Regions from separate parts of the Mus musculus genome. Here regions 2, 3, 4 and 5 are each linked to region 1. A link is a contact called in public HiCAR-type and promoter capture Hi-C data. All regions are on one chromosome and are shown on one strand. Each heading gives the region's core, a stretch centred on a gene start, on an enhancer-like site or on the middle of the called end of the contact. The rest is flanking DNA. Distances are from core to core; before and after follow the strand shown.

The links. Promoter capture Hi-C pulls out the DNA fragments that hold promoters and counts their contacts. HiCAR-type assays count read pairs that join an accessible place to other places.
Region 2: a promoter capture Hi-C map of pre-B cells shows a contact between it and region 1. The contact joins the promoter of Kcnk10 here to the promoter of Kcnk13 in region 1. A contact is called at or near these places in 2 of 39 promoter capture datasets (the C10 cell line and pre-B cells).
Region 3: a HiCAR-type map of astrocytes shows a contact between it and region 1, with 2.4 times the contacts expected there. The contact joins the promoter of Ptpn21 here to the promoter of Kcnk13 in region 1. A contact is called at or near these places in 4 of 39 promoter capture datasets (embryonic stem cells, hippocampal neurons, pre-B cells and 1 more), 1 of 484 Hi-C or Micro-C datasets (the N1E-115 cell line) and 3 of 115 datasets of contacts at active chromatin or transcription factors (astrocytes, extraembryonic endoderm stem cells and large pre-B cells).
Region 4: a contact with region 1 is called in a promoter capture Hi-C map of second pharyngeal arch cranial neural crest, with 4 times the contacts expected there. The contact joins the enhancer-like site here to the promoter of Kcnk13 in region 1. A contact is called at or near these places in 11 of 39 promoter capture datasets (the 3T3-L1 cell line, the C10 cell line, the HPC-7 cell line and 6 more), 2 of 115 datasets of contacts at active chromatin or transcription factors (embryonic forebrain and embryonic midbrain) and 1 of 9 other capture datasets (embryonic stem cells).
Region 5: a contact with region 1 is called in a promoter capture Hi-C map of liver, with 4 times the contacts expected there. The contact joins the enhancer-like site here to the promoter of Kcnk13 in region 1. A contact is called at or near these places in 13 of 39 promoter capture datasets (the HPC-7 cell line, HPC-7-derived erythroid cells, cranial neural crest and 8 more) and 1 of 9 other capture datasets (embryonic stem cells).

Annotation. Positions count from the first base shown.
Region 1 is chr12:99,963,220-99,965,770 of GRCm38.p6, reverse strand. Kcnk13 (potassium channel, subfamily K, member 13) reads right to left here and starts at 1,272. Exons shown (of 3, transcript NM_146037.2): 1 at 970-1,272; 2 at 1-567.
Region 2 is chr12:98,573,426-98,575,976 of GRCm38.p6, reverse strand. Kcnk10 (potassium channel, subfamily K, member 10) reads left to right here and starts at 1,265. Exons shown (of 7, transcript NM_001316665.1): 1 at 1,265-1,820. The coding sequence starts at 1,769.
Region 3 is chr12:98,736,141-98,738,691 of GRCm38.p6, reverse strand. It overlaps Ptpn21 (protein tyrosine phosphatase, non-receptor type 21), which reads left to right and starts at 1,287. Exons shown (of 19, transcript NM_001146199.1): 1 at 1,287-1,327.
Region 4 is chr12:98,808,667-98,811,217 of GRCm38.p6, reverse strand. It overlaps Eml5 (echinoderm microtubule associated protein like 5), which reads left to right. Exons shown (of 44, transcript NM_001081191.1): 32 at 601-699. The region is part of intron 1 of Gm35463 (a long non-coding RNA gene); the gene reads right to left. Among named protein-coding and RNA genes, the nearest start is that of Gm35463, 7.5 kb to the right of the region's middle. Within about 2 kb of position 1,282, at least 1 of the 459 cell types and tissues checked has an H3K27ac peak or open chromatin away from gene starts, as enhancers often do. A contact at or near this core is called in second pharyngeal arch cranial neural crest, where this site is marked.
Region 5 is chr12:98,949,290-98,951,840 of GRCm38.p6, reverse strand. All of the region lies in intron 6 of Ttc8 (tetratricopeptide repeat domain 8), which reads right to left. Among named protein-coding and RNA genes, the nearest start is that of Ttc8, 30 kb to the right of the region's middle. Within about 2 kb of position 1,285, at least 3 of the 459 cell types and tissues checked have an H3K27ac peak or open chromatin away from gene starts, as enhancers often do. A contact at or near this core is called in the HPC-7 cell line and liver, where this site is marked.

The DNA.
Region 1 (2,551 bases), core at 23-2,522:
GTAGCCAGCTCCCCACGTCCGCCTGGACTCGTGGTTTCGAATCCGCTTTGTCGTCGCCGCCTCCCTGTCCTCTCTGGAGTTCTCCTTAAGGCTGAAGACCAGAGGGTCGGGACACAGAATCTGCTTCGACTTGGTGCGAGGGTGCGGGCGACCCGGGTTCACCCGAGCTCCTAATTCGGCTCAGATTGGGGAGGGGGCGTGGCGTGCCTTCAAGGCAAACTCCCTAGAACTTGAACTCCTCTTGAAGAAAAAAAAGGTCGTGGGTCCAGAGAGAATCGGCGGGTAAGCTTCACATCAAGGTCCGGGTTCCTCGGAGCATTGCTTTCCAAGCTGTGATGGCTGGGATACGGGCTGTTCTCTGTCTTCGGTGCCTCTCCAGGTGGATCTGTGTTGCGTATTAGTGACAATGTTCTGCCGAGAGCCTCTATCCACCAGAATAACCAGGGCTCAGAGGTCGGAACGGGTTTGGGGCAGACGCACGGACGCAGGGACAGTGCGAAGAGGCAGATCAGCCGGCTCGGATCTCTGCTGGGCACACAGGCTCCACGGCAGCACGAGGGCGGACCGCTGTGGGGAGGAGAACAGAGGGGGAGGTTGGAACAGTGAAGGAAGTTAGAAGCATCCTCCCAGGGAGCCTTCCTTGACTTCCCCCATACCAGATCGCCCTTGGCCTCTAGGGCCTGCACCGGGCGTTCTCTGTCCACACGTGCCGGCCCTGCCAGCCCATCTCCCGGAGAACCGGCCAAGGACAGCGGCCAGAAGAGTTCCATCTCTTTCACCCGGTTTTGATCGCCTCGGCTCTGTAGTTCTTGCGCAGTCAGTGGCGCTGAGCTGAGAACTCCAAGCTACAACATGTAAGCCGGCAACAAGGTTCTTTTGTGAACCGCTGGGGCGCCCACCCAGAGACCCCCAACTTGCCATGAGCTCTGGAGCCGCCGTCGCCTTCGCGTCTCACCTTCCCAAACGCACCTGCTCTGTGGAACAGGTTCAGGATGGTTCCTGGCTTCCCTTCTCAAGTGGCCTTGCCCTGCCCAGTGGGGCTGAGAGCAGAAGTCCGTGCCCAGAGCTGCCTTCTCTGTGGAGTGCTCAAAAACTGCAACAGGTGGAGCTCTGCAGCTGCCAACCGAGGCGACTCCACCCGGTACCCGCCCCTTGGCCTCAGGGCCAGTCTCCTGCTCAGGTCTCCTCCGCTGGCGCTCGCCTGGACCTCTAAACAGCGATGCTTCTACCAGGGAGTGCAGATCCCTGGAGTGGTTGCTTAACAGATAGGTCGAGAGCCTCGATGGTCTGCGTGGGTTCCTCTCAGGCCAGAAGAGGGCGCTGCGTGCCCTCCAGACACACCTGGTTCCCAGCAGTTTAGCCACAGGGGATCGAATATAGCTGTGTGAAGGAATGGATTCATAGCCACCCACGGTCTAAACAGAATTTCTCCGCCTTTAGAGAGAGAGAGAGTGGTCCCAGGAGACCCACCCACGATACTAGCCAGAAACAGAACTAGAAAAGCTTGCAGTTCTGTTGAATAGATGCAAATGATTTTGGTGAGAGTAACTAACAGACCGTTTATCTTGCATTGTGTCTCCTGGGGAGGAAGAACTTTAGAGGGTATTGAGTTCACACCCAGGGTGAGTAACCCAATTACCTTTACTAGTTTAAGAAACATCTCAAGTACATCAAAATCGAATGACGTTTACAATGACACAACACACCACCACCTAGATTCTACAAGTGACAGTTTACCAGGCTTGCTTATATTTACCCATTCCTTTCTAGTCACCAACCCACTCAGGATGCACTTTGAATGGTTGTAGACACCCACACACTTTCACCCCATCTCCAGCCAGTATTGGCCATTATTAAGAGCTCTATCCTCGGATTTTTGCTTTTGTGGTAAAATTTGCATGCAATGACATGTCATTGTACCATTAGGTGAGTCCTGATAACTTTGGGAGCCAAACAATGGTGGCCTCCCTCCCTTATCATCTAAAAGCCACCAAAGGATTAAAGCTCCCACAAATATCTTCCCAGTAAATCCCCACCCACATTCCTGCAGAGGTAGCCACTATTCTGATTTCTTTTTCCACCATGGAATATTTCTCCTTTATAGAACTTGGTTTTGTTTATTCAGGTCTCTGTATTCATAAGAACCAGTTATGTGTCTTGTGTAAAGTGTGTTCCTGAAGTGTACCGACTGACATCATTTCAAACTAGCTTTTTCTAACCCACAACAATGCAGTGTCCACATCCTATAGACTGTTGACAGAGCCAGCCATTTTATTTTTAAGCCTTCTGTATACAGGCACATAAACTTATCTCCTTGGGGTTTTGTGTTCTCTGGACACCTTGTATATTGGACTTTTGTAAATGGTTGGACTATTTTGCCCACTTAAAAGCTTGGTTTTGGAGCTGGGGAGATGGCCAAGTCAGTAATGTGCTCATCACAGTGTGAGGACCAGAGTTCAGCTCCCCAACACACATACAGAAGGATGAGCATAGCTGTGGACTTTTGACATCCTACTCCTCCTGAGCAGGTAGGGCCAAGTGGAGCTGGCTA
Region 2 (2,551 bases), core at 16-2,515, 1.4 Mb after region 1:
AGGAGTTCGGTATGTAGATGCTGAATGAATAAGAGATTTTACTTACTTATAGGCCAGGGGTCTGAGTTGAACTTCCTATCCAACACCACAGTGAGCTAATCAAACCTTCCTTTAGCAAACATTACACTTCCTTTAGCATATATATTATTAGTTTTGTTGTTGTTAATTATTTTGAGTGTCTGTTATGTGCAAGTCTCTGTTGCTAGGCACCCCAGTGAACTTATAAGCAGAATTCATATGGATACTTGGGTGGCTCTTTCAAGAGCACCGGAGCACTGTTGGCCGTTTCTGGCGTTTTTCTTACCATAAACCCACCTAGGGATTCCAGGATGGGGAGAATGGGGTGGGGCATCTCCCTAACTCTCTGAGAGCACAGCTGAGGGCTGAAGTCTTCCTGCACCCACCATTGGCTGATTTTCAAGGGCTCCCGGGCCACCTCCTTAGCTTCTCCAAGTAGAGTCGCCAAACCTTAGCAACTCCTCTTTCCTCCTGGGCCTCAAAGTCTCTCCCCAGCCCATCTCCCCAGCCTCCAAGCAGGAGCCCCAGTCCAGCTACAGGTAGCTGGGGAAGAGACCAAGCTGTGCCTGGGGAACTAGGCGCGCGATGAGATCGCAGCCAGCGCCAAGCGGTCCCAGAACAAAAGGCTCATGGCTGGTGTTAGCTTCCTTCACTCAGGAGCGCCGTGGGGACCTGGGTTCGGGACTCAGGCGAGAGGACCACGCTGGGGAGCAAGGAGTGGAGTACCAAAAATGAAGTGACAAGAGAGAAAGAGCAGGCACCCGGGGTGGGAGCGGTGAAAGGAGGTCACCCCCCCCAGGCCGAGGTCTGCGGTGGGGCCGCGGCAGGCAGGCCCTTTCCTCCGCCTCCTGCAGAGCCTTCCAGGCAGCCAAGCGTGTCTCCGGCTGCAACTCCACCGAGCACGCTGCGGCCGCGTCAGTAAGTAGCAGCCGCGCCCTCTGCTCGCTGTCTCCGCGCAGCCCGGGGAAGGACAGGTCCGCCACCGCCCAGCGACGAGCCCGGGTGTCCGGGGTCCACGCGCGCCCGGCGTTCTCCCGCAGTGGCGCGGCACCTGCAGCGCGCCACGGGGAGGGTCGCCTTAGCCGCGAGCTCCCCGGGGCGCCGCGCCATCCTTCTGTCCAATGGCTTTCAGCGGGTGGAGAGTGGGGGGCGTCGCCCGGGGGCGAGGAGCCGCGGCTGGGGAGGGGCGAGTGCTCTGTGCTCAGACGAGCGAGGCTGACGTGTCCGCCCGAGCGCGCGGCCCGGTGTGCGCGCGCCTGTGTGTGTGTGTGTGCGTGTATGTATGGATGTGTGTGTATGTGTGTGTGCGTGTGTGTGGATGCGAGAGAGGGGGTACGAACACGCCTTTGGGGACCCGAGGGACGCTGCGGTGGGCTTCACTCCGGCCTCCGCCCGGCGGCTGCTCAGCCTCGCATCTGCCTACCGCGCTTTTGCAGAAGCAGCCCGGCTCTTTGATCCTCTCGGAACCACCCTCAGCATCCGATCTTACTTTTTCTTTCACCCACAAGGGCAGCAGCTGGCCACCCCCTTAACCGGTGCAAACACCCAACCAAGCCAGTGCTCGGTGCTTTCCTCTGCTAGTATTTTCCCCGCTTGTCTTTCTCTGGGGCTCCCCACGAGCCACTTCAGTGCTCCTCCATCCTCACAAATTGTTCCGTTGGTCTGTTTAACCGACGAGTTGTAAATCTTGAAGACTTTATTATTATTATTTTGATTCTTTTCATTTCATCCCCCTGTGGGCAACGGAGCAATGAAATTTCCAATCGAGACGCCAAGAAAGCAGGTGAACTGGGATCCTAAAGGTTGGTATTGCCTACTTCGGGCTACCCTGGCTCTCTTCCACCTGCTGGTGCCTCACTGGCAGGCGTGGATGGGCTTGCTCCCGGCAGGCAGCATGCGTCCTGAGGCTGGGAAATGCGCCTGACAACTGCAGCGTGGGTGGGAGGAGGGCGGAGGCAGCGTGGGTTCGGAACCCAGATCGCGCCTGTCAAGATCACATAGTCGTTGTCCCTCTAGGATGGTTTCACCGTCTATTTAAAGACACACCAAGCTGCTGTTTGTTTTGAAATTATACCAAGTGTTGGTATTTGCTTTTGACTTTGTGAATGTGCATGTACGTGTGCCTGTGTGTGTGTGTCCTTTGTTTCTAGTGATCTTTGTCTCTCTCTGGCAGATGGGTGGGGTGACTCTCACTGGACCTGGAGCTGAGCCTCATGGCCCGCGTGTCCTCAGAGGGACAGGTTTCTTGGCAGCATGTGAGGCTACGATCTGCCCCAGCTGTCCCTGGGGTAGCACTTCTCTCATAGGGCATGAAGCATAATGGAGCCCAAGGGGCTTCCAGAGTCTTTGCTCTGTCTTATTACTAATCCTGCCGACTAGGCTCCTTTGGCTCAGGTTGTAGAAAGGCTGTGGGGAGTGGTTTTTCTCCACAAGGGTGGGTCTGGGAAGGGCTCACGGAGTAACCTACAGCGTGCCCACGCACACAATGGTTTGGTATGCTTTTAGGAGTGTGGGTTCACTTTCCCTTCCTGTA
Region 3 (2,551 bases), core at 38-2,537, 1.2 Mb after region 1:
CGTTTTTATTTAGTGCCTACTGTCTGCCCAGAACTGCCCTCGGAATTCTAAGAGGTATAAATGAAGCCTCTACGAAACAATTTATAATATTCCTGCCAAGTGCGGCAGCCACGGCGTGGCTAGAACTTTTTTTTAATCTTGGAAGTAGAGCCCTAAATTGAGTCGGAGAGGCGTGGAGGGTTGACATAAATGGAAAGGGGTCTGGTGGCGCTGCCCCCTCTTTGTTGGGGACAGTGGGCATGCTGGAGAGAAGGTAATTAGAGTGGCCAAGGACGCACTCTAGACCACACATAGAGGTCTAGTAGCTGAACTTCACCTTGGGCGAACACTGGGAAGGACTGACAAACCCGAGGGAGAGTAACCATGGGAGTAGTGCGAAGAGGAAGAACTCTGAGGAGATGAAGCCAGGTGCTCGCGGTGTGGTTTAGCAAGAATACAGTATAATAATAAGCACTGGAGTCCCGCTGAGGGCAGCTCCTCTCAGTTCTCTCTGAGCTACTTCCATGGTTACTCCTTGGCAGTAGTCCTTCCCAGTGGTTCTCCAAGGTAAAGCTAAGCTATTACACATAAAGGGGAGATCTAGAGTGGCTTCCCTGGGCTTCCTTATTTCTAGAACTCTTATCCCTCTGCTCCCTAGTGGATTCTGGGGAGCAGCACCTCCAGCCTGCTGCCCATTTGGGTCAGCTTTCCACTTCTCTCCAAGTTCAGAGTTCCTACAGAGGAGCAGTGTGTGCTTGATGGGAGGAGCAGGCACTTAAAGCGGGTAGGGTAGGGGGCGTGTAGAAAGTCTTGAACTGTCTTCAGCAATGTTCAAGAGTACTCCAACAACCCCAGTTTCTTTACAGACCACCACCTAATAATGCAACCAAGCCCTTTCTACCTGGACTCAAAATAACCTCCTCTTCACCTCCCTTTTTTCTTCTTCTTCAAAGCTCTGCTTTATTTGGAAACTTAAAATAACTGGTCACACGGTTAAAAACAGCAGCGGCGCGCCCCCTCCCCGGTGGCCGGCCGCAGCTGTCCGGCCTCCCCCGCGCCCTGCCGCCCGCATTCCAACTCTCTGAGGTCACGCGCCGCCGCCTCCCCGGATCCGCGCGCCCGGCCCTAGGGGAGGGACGCGGGCCCCGCAGCTCCGGCCCCGGCCCCCGAGCTCCCCCAGAGAGTGCCGCCGCGGCCCGGCCAGTGCGGGCAAGGCGTGCGGTCGGCGCGCGGGCCTGGGGCGCGGGCGACCGAGCAGCAGAGGCTGCGGCGGCTGCGAAGGCGCGGAGCCCAGGGAGGCGGGACGCAGAGCCGGAGCGCGGCCCCGACCCGGCGGGAGCCGGAGCAGGTGAGGCGCGGGGGACTCGGGCAGGGGCGTAACAAAGAGCGAAGTCTTCCCTTGCTCGCTCTGATCTCCTAGTCATTTCTAAAAAGAGTCTGGAACTTCTATTCCGGACTCCTCCGCGGATAGTTGAGGCTTAGTTCTGGATCGGGGTTTGAAATCTTGGGCATATTTGTGACTCTCGGAATATGTGGAGTATGAAGGTTGCCGTATAACTTTGGCAACAAGGGGCATAAAGGAAAGTCTGTTTGGCAACTCCTTGTTTCGGTTTTGGAGCAAAGCGTCTTTACTCCTGGAGGAAGAATTCTTGGATCTGCAAATTCCGACTTGTGATTTCTGTAAACCCTGTTTAGATTGGCTGCTCTGAGCATGCTTGTCCTATCCCCAGCCGCCGCGGCCGAGAAAGCCTTATGATTATAAAGAATGTTAGTAAAAACCTTCTGAATCTTTATGAGCTCCAAGGAACCACTGCAGTATGTCTAATAGTTACTGACCCATGTTTTCTTTTCTCTTTCTTTTTAAGTTTTGGACAAGACAACAGTTCCACACTGGAAATAGTTGTTTTGTTTGTAGGCCATTTGGTTATATGCACAAATGTTCTGTGAGAAACAGGATTGATTTAAGGCACTAAGATATAGGCGTTCTAAAAATGTTAGGCTCTCTTTTTTAGTGAATATTTAACGTTAAAGGAATAGTGGCAAAGTTCCATGAACATGTGGTGACTGACTTGAGGTGTGACTCGAGTTAAAGTCTCTGGTGAGACTCAGAGTTAAAGTAAATTTGAGAAACCTCTAGAAGGGGGTATGGCTAAGAAAAATGAGAAATGGACTCGCTAACAGTGCAGAGCATCTTCTGTAAACCCGTGAAGCAGGATTTAAATATGCATCTTTTCTTATTCTATAATGGGATGATTTTATAGAGAAATTAGCCTGATTTTCTCTTTTAAAGGCTATATATAGTCTATTTCATTTAGTAGTTGGCACCTATACCAACCCTCTCCAGAGTATCTTAAGTTTCTACCTCTTGGCTGTAATATTGAAACATAAGTTATGGCATCATCAAGATATATTAATCAAACATAAAATTTTAAGTTACTAAGCAGTTTTTCCACAGTAGGTTTTATATGAATAATCAAGAAACCAGACATTCTTAGGAGAAGATGCATAGAAATTTAACAATCAAATGATAACAGTTGCCCAAATAAAAAGAGAAAACATTGGTTTTTCCTCC
Region 4 (2,551 bases), core at 33-2,532, 1.2 Mb after region 1:
TTTACAGTCTTGTTATCGTCTTCATGGTCTGCTGGTGGAACCTTGGAAGGGGTCTCCACTACTCTCAGAACAGCTAGCTTTCTGATCAAAAAATACTGCTTATAAGATAAATGTGACATATAAATGAACATCATCCAGATTAATAAATGGAAAATTTACTTTTGTTTTCTCTCTAACCCTAATATATCTCTGTTTGTTTGTTTGTTTGTTTACAAAACCAAAAAGGAAAGATTATAAGCAGGGACTCACAGTTGTCTGTAATTCTAGTACTTGCTTAACTTTCCACCCATTTGCAGGCTTTCACGACAGCCCATGTCACTGAGATGAACCACGCGTGTGCAGTTAGTAACTCTCCAGCCTTTTGTTTACCAGTCTCTCGTGGTACTTGGTATCTTCAACTTGTCTGTGGTTTATTCTTTTCAGGGTTCTGTCCCTTTAAGATTACTGATTCATTGCCGTCCTTTTGATAGTAGTCACTTGCATGCTAACTGCTCAGAATACGTTTCGAATGAACAAATAAACTAGTTTATTGTGCTAAGTAAGTGTATGTGGCTGTTGCATCTTAGAGTTTTCCAAGTTAATTCTCATATTCTCTTATAGGGACTCAGAGTTTTTATCAAGAGCATAATGATGATATTTTGTGCCTCACTGTAAATCAGCACCCCAAATTTATCAACATAGTGGCAACTGGCCAAGTAGGTATGTTTCTATATTTCAAAAAGAAATAGTTTGAAACATTTATTTTGTTCTAATAATTTCATACCCTAGGAAAAATAAGTGTATTAAATTGTGTATTAATTGCTTGGAATGCATGTGTGCATACAGAACCTAGCCCGATTACCTTATGCTTGCTGCCAGGTAGCTTTCTAGTCCTTAACTTTGGTTGTCTGAGTTTGCTTAGACTATTCAAAATGTAAACTGTCGTGTAAATAGTACATTTTTAGCTTTATCAGGCATTTCTGGTCAGCTGAATGGCTGCATTCAATACTATATAAAACTCAGGGGAAGGACAAAAAGGGAGCTAAGGAATTAGCTAGAGCAATGGGGACAGAGCCCAGTGTTCAGCAAAGGTTAGGCTGGGTAAGAGAGAATGCAGGTCTGTTTTACACTGCACTTTAAAGTGTTTGTTTGGCATTAGTATTGATCAGATTCACTGCTGGTTTGATTTCCTGTGATTTATTTTTAACTTCTGTCAAAAACTTCAGGGCTAATGACTCAATGAGTAGGAAGGCAGGTATTTTAGATTGACAGAGATTACCATGAAAATGCCTTACAGATGTGGGCTGTCCAGTCTACTTGTAATACCCATTATTGAAATTACCGTGTTTGTTGGGTATAAGTAAGTCACAATTGCTACACTCACTTCACTTGCTTTCCTGGTGTCTTTATTTAATTTTCCATGTAAATACTAAGTTTGTTCTTCTCTGGGTTCTCTGTCTCTATTGCTATGCCACATAGAGCCCTTGTATTTCCCCTTCTATAGAGTTTCCTTTTTATTTATTTTTCTTTTTCTTTTTTATTTATTTCATTTTATTTTTGGATTTTCAAGACAGGGTTTCTCTGTTTAGCCCTGGCTGTCCTGGAACTCAGAAATCTGCCTGCCTCTGCTTCCCAAGTGCTGGGATTAAAGGCCTGCACCACCACTGCCTGGCCTTTTTAAAAAAAAAAAAATTTTTTCAAGTAAATCTACAAAGTAATAGATTTTTTTTTTTACAAAGTAAATGATATTATGCCATTATCATGTATATCATTATACATTTTCTTTATTGTTTATTTGTATGGTGTATGTGCGTGTGTGTGCTTGTGTGTGTGTGTGTGTGTGTGTGTGTGTGTGTGTGTTCATGAAGATGCCAGAAGAGTGTTCTCCTACTCTGTATCCTTTGCATTTGAGAAGGATTCTCAAATTGCATTCTCTCTGAACCTGGGACTTGCCTTGCCTTGGCTAGGCTAGAAACCAGCAAGCCCCAACAATCCTCCTATGTCCACCCCACTTAGAGCTGGGGTTATAGGCATGTGTGGGACACTAGTTTGTTACATGGATAGATTATGGACCAAGCCTGATAGCTCAGCCTGTAATGCTCACACTTGAGAGTTAGTGGCAAGAGGATTGAACCCCACAGCTTTATGCCTAATGAAGTAATTCAACTTCTCTTTAGAAAGCTTGCTTACAAAATGGCCCTTTGAATAGAACAGAAGTCAGCGTCGTTGTGAGTTCTGTCTCATTGGCCCTTGTTCTTGGGCACATAGACAGTCTAACCACTCACTCCCTCCTCTTTACCTTCCATCTTTGGAGACTGGTTTTCTCAGTGACTTTTTCCTAGTGTTTTCTTTTAAGAAGGACCATTTTGTATATCTCCCAGCTGTATTGTAGAGGAGTGGGATATGCATGGAGAAGGAAATTGCTTCCCAGGGAGAGCCTTCTCTGTACTGGACTATGTCTTGAGTCTTTGAAATCCCAGAATTCTCTATAAAAAGGTTCTGAACTTAACTTTGGGCTTGCCTGAGCCGCCTCTCAGAGACTGTCTGTAGCACATTGTACATTCAGCATGTG
Region 5 (2,551 bases), core at 36-2,535, 1.0 Mb after region 1:
TAAAAAATGCCCGGTTTGTGCTCATTATCTAAATCCTTTTGGAAAATAACATTTGCGATAAAAATCTAAAATGGCATTTTAATGTTAGCGTCTGATCCACAGAGTACCATGCGTACATGTGTGCGTGTGTGTGTGTGTGTGTGTGTGTGTGTGTGTGAGAGAGAGAGGGGGGGGAGGGAGGGAGAGGGAGAGAGAGAGAGGGAGAGGGAGAGGGGGAGGGGGAGGGGGAGGGAGAGGGAGAGGGAGAGGGAGAGAGAGAGAGAGAGAGAGAGAGAGAGAGAGAGAGAGCGCACATTCGGGCTAGTAGGCAGAGAACACGTGCAGGCATCTGTCCTTGGCATTCCTCCAGTCAATCATAGGATCAATGCAAGAGCTTTGGCAATTATTTGTTTAAGGAATAGCCTGTCATCTTGTAAGTACAAACAGAAAATGAAAGTTCTTACTTTTCAGTGAGTACAAAACAAAACAAGCTACCTCCTTGAGTGTTCTATACTAGAGCGACGAGCAGTGAATATAATGAGGGCCCAATTACAAGCATTTGATTTTACCAAGATACTTAATTTATAGCTAATATAAACCAAAAGTTGCTATTAAACCAGGAAACGTATGAAAAGCTTGAGAAAACAATAGAAATGAGGCCTAATCTCCACCAGTGCTTCCAGCCAAGCTGAGTGGCTGATGACTGTGAGTGCTCAACAGGACACGTGGGATGAAGGAGTCTTAAAGCTATTCTCAAGAAACACATCCAAGAATGTCTTAAGTACATGTGCGCATGTATTTACCTACATTTCTATTTGCTATTATAAAAGGATACTTTTTGATTTAACATCATATAAAAACAAGCATTTGCAACTTTTATGATTTTTGGAAATTATTATTTTAATGGATACACAAAAAGTCCATCTTGCCATTTGTTATAACTTATCAAATCTGTTCTCGAGTACTGAGCATTTATATTGTTCTTCAATTATTTTTGCTACTATGTCTATAATAATCATGTCAAACACAGCTACATTCCCTGACTTTTCTGAGAGCTGAAAGCAAAAAACAAGTCACGCCAATGTGTTGATGGCTATCTGCTTCCTGTTATCATGCCATTTTCTAAACTGCACCCTTTGCAATGTTATCTGTGACTTGTAATAATTTATGACACTCTCCCTAAACATTCTAAAGTCTTTTCTTTTACATTTCTTGTTGGCAAGAAAATACATCTCTACTGCACCTGCTTCCTGCTATTTCCTCCAAACTGTCTGTCACAGGGTCATTTCTATGTTCATAAGAAGCCCTCTAAGGGCTGGGGAGGTGACTCTGGGTAAGTCTCTTCTGACCAAGCATGAGGACTGGGAGTTTAGATCCTCAGAATCCACTGTGTGTGTGTGTGTGTGTGTGTGTGCGTGTGCGTGTGTGTGTGTGTGCGTGTGGGTGTGCGTGTGTGTGTGTGTGCGTGTGGGTGTGCGTGTGTGTGTGTGTGCGTGTGGGTGTGCGTGTGTGTGTGTGTGCGTGTGGGTGTGCGTGTGTGTGTGTGTGTGTGCGTGTGGGTGTGCGTGTGCGTGTGTGTGTGCGTGTGTGTGTGCATGTGTGTGTGTGTGTGCGCGCGCGCGCGTGTGGGTGTGCGTGTGTGCGTGTGTGTGTGGGTGTGCGTGTGTGTGTGTGGGTGTGTGTGTGTGAATGTGTGTGTGTGTGTGTGTGAATGTGTGTGTGTGTGTGTGTACAGGGCAGGAAAGCATAGTGGGGAGCAAAGACAGTGTGATGGTTTGTATATTCTTGCACCAGGGAGTGGCACCATTTGGAGGTGTGGCCTGGTTGGAGTAGGTGTGTCACTGTGGGTGTGGGCTTAATACTCTCACTCTAGGTGCCTGGAAGTCAGTCTTCCACTAGCAGCCTTTGGATGAAGACATAGAACTCTCAGCTCCTCCCGCGCCACGCCTGCCTGGATACTGCCATGCTCCCACCTTGATGATAATGGACTGAACCTCTGAACCTGTAAGCCAGCCCCAATTAAATGTTGTTTTTTTATAAAACTTGCCTTGGTCATGGTGTCTGTTCACAGCAGTAAAACCCTAACTAAGACAGACAGGGAGCCCTCTTAGTTCCCTAGACTAGCTAGAAGGGCAAGCTCCAGGCTCAGTGGGAGAGTCTGCCTCAATCCATGGTACACTGTGATTGAGGAAGATACTTGACAGCAATGGCAGGCCTCCATGTGTAAGCACGCACATAGATACATGCATGTGTGCCCATATACATATGAACATACACAAAAGTGAGAAATTGTCTGGTTCTTATATACAATTCCTAAATAGTGAGTAGAAGGGGAAAATATACCTATAGGGTGATTTTAAATATTGTTTGTCATATCGAAAAAAAATATTATCTGAACTTTTAGAAAGCTTTTTTCTGGCATATATGTAGTATGTATATGAATGTTCATACGTATACATGTTCATGTATCTATGTTAGGTTGGACTTGACAGCAAGCAGTAATCTGCCCATCTCCACTGCCCCAGCACAGGGATACAAGAGCATGCCACCATGACCAACAACTGCATGAGAG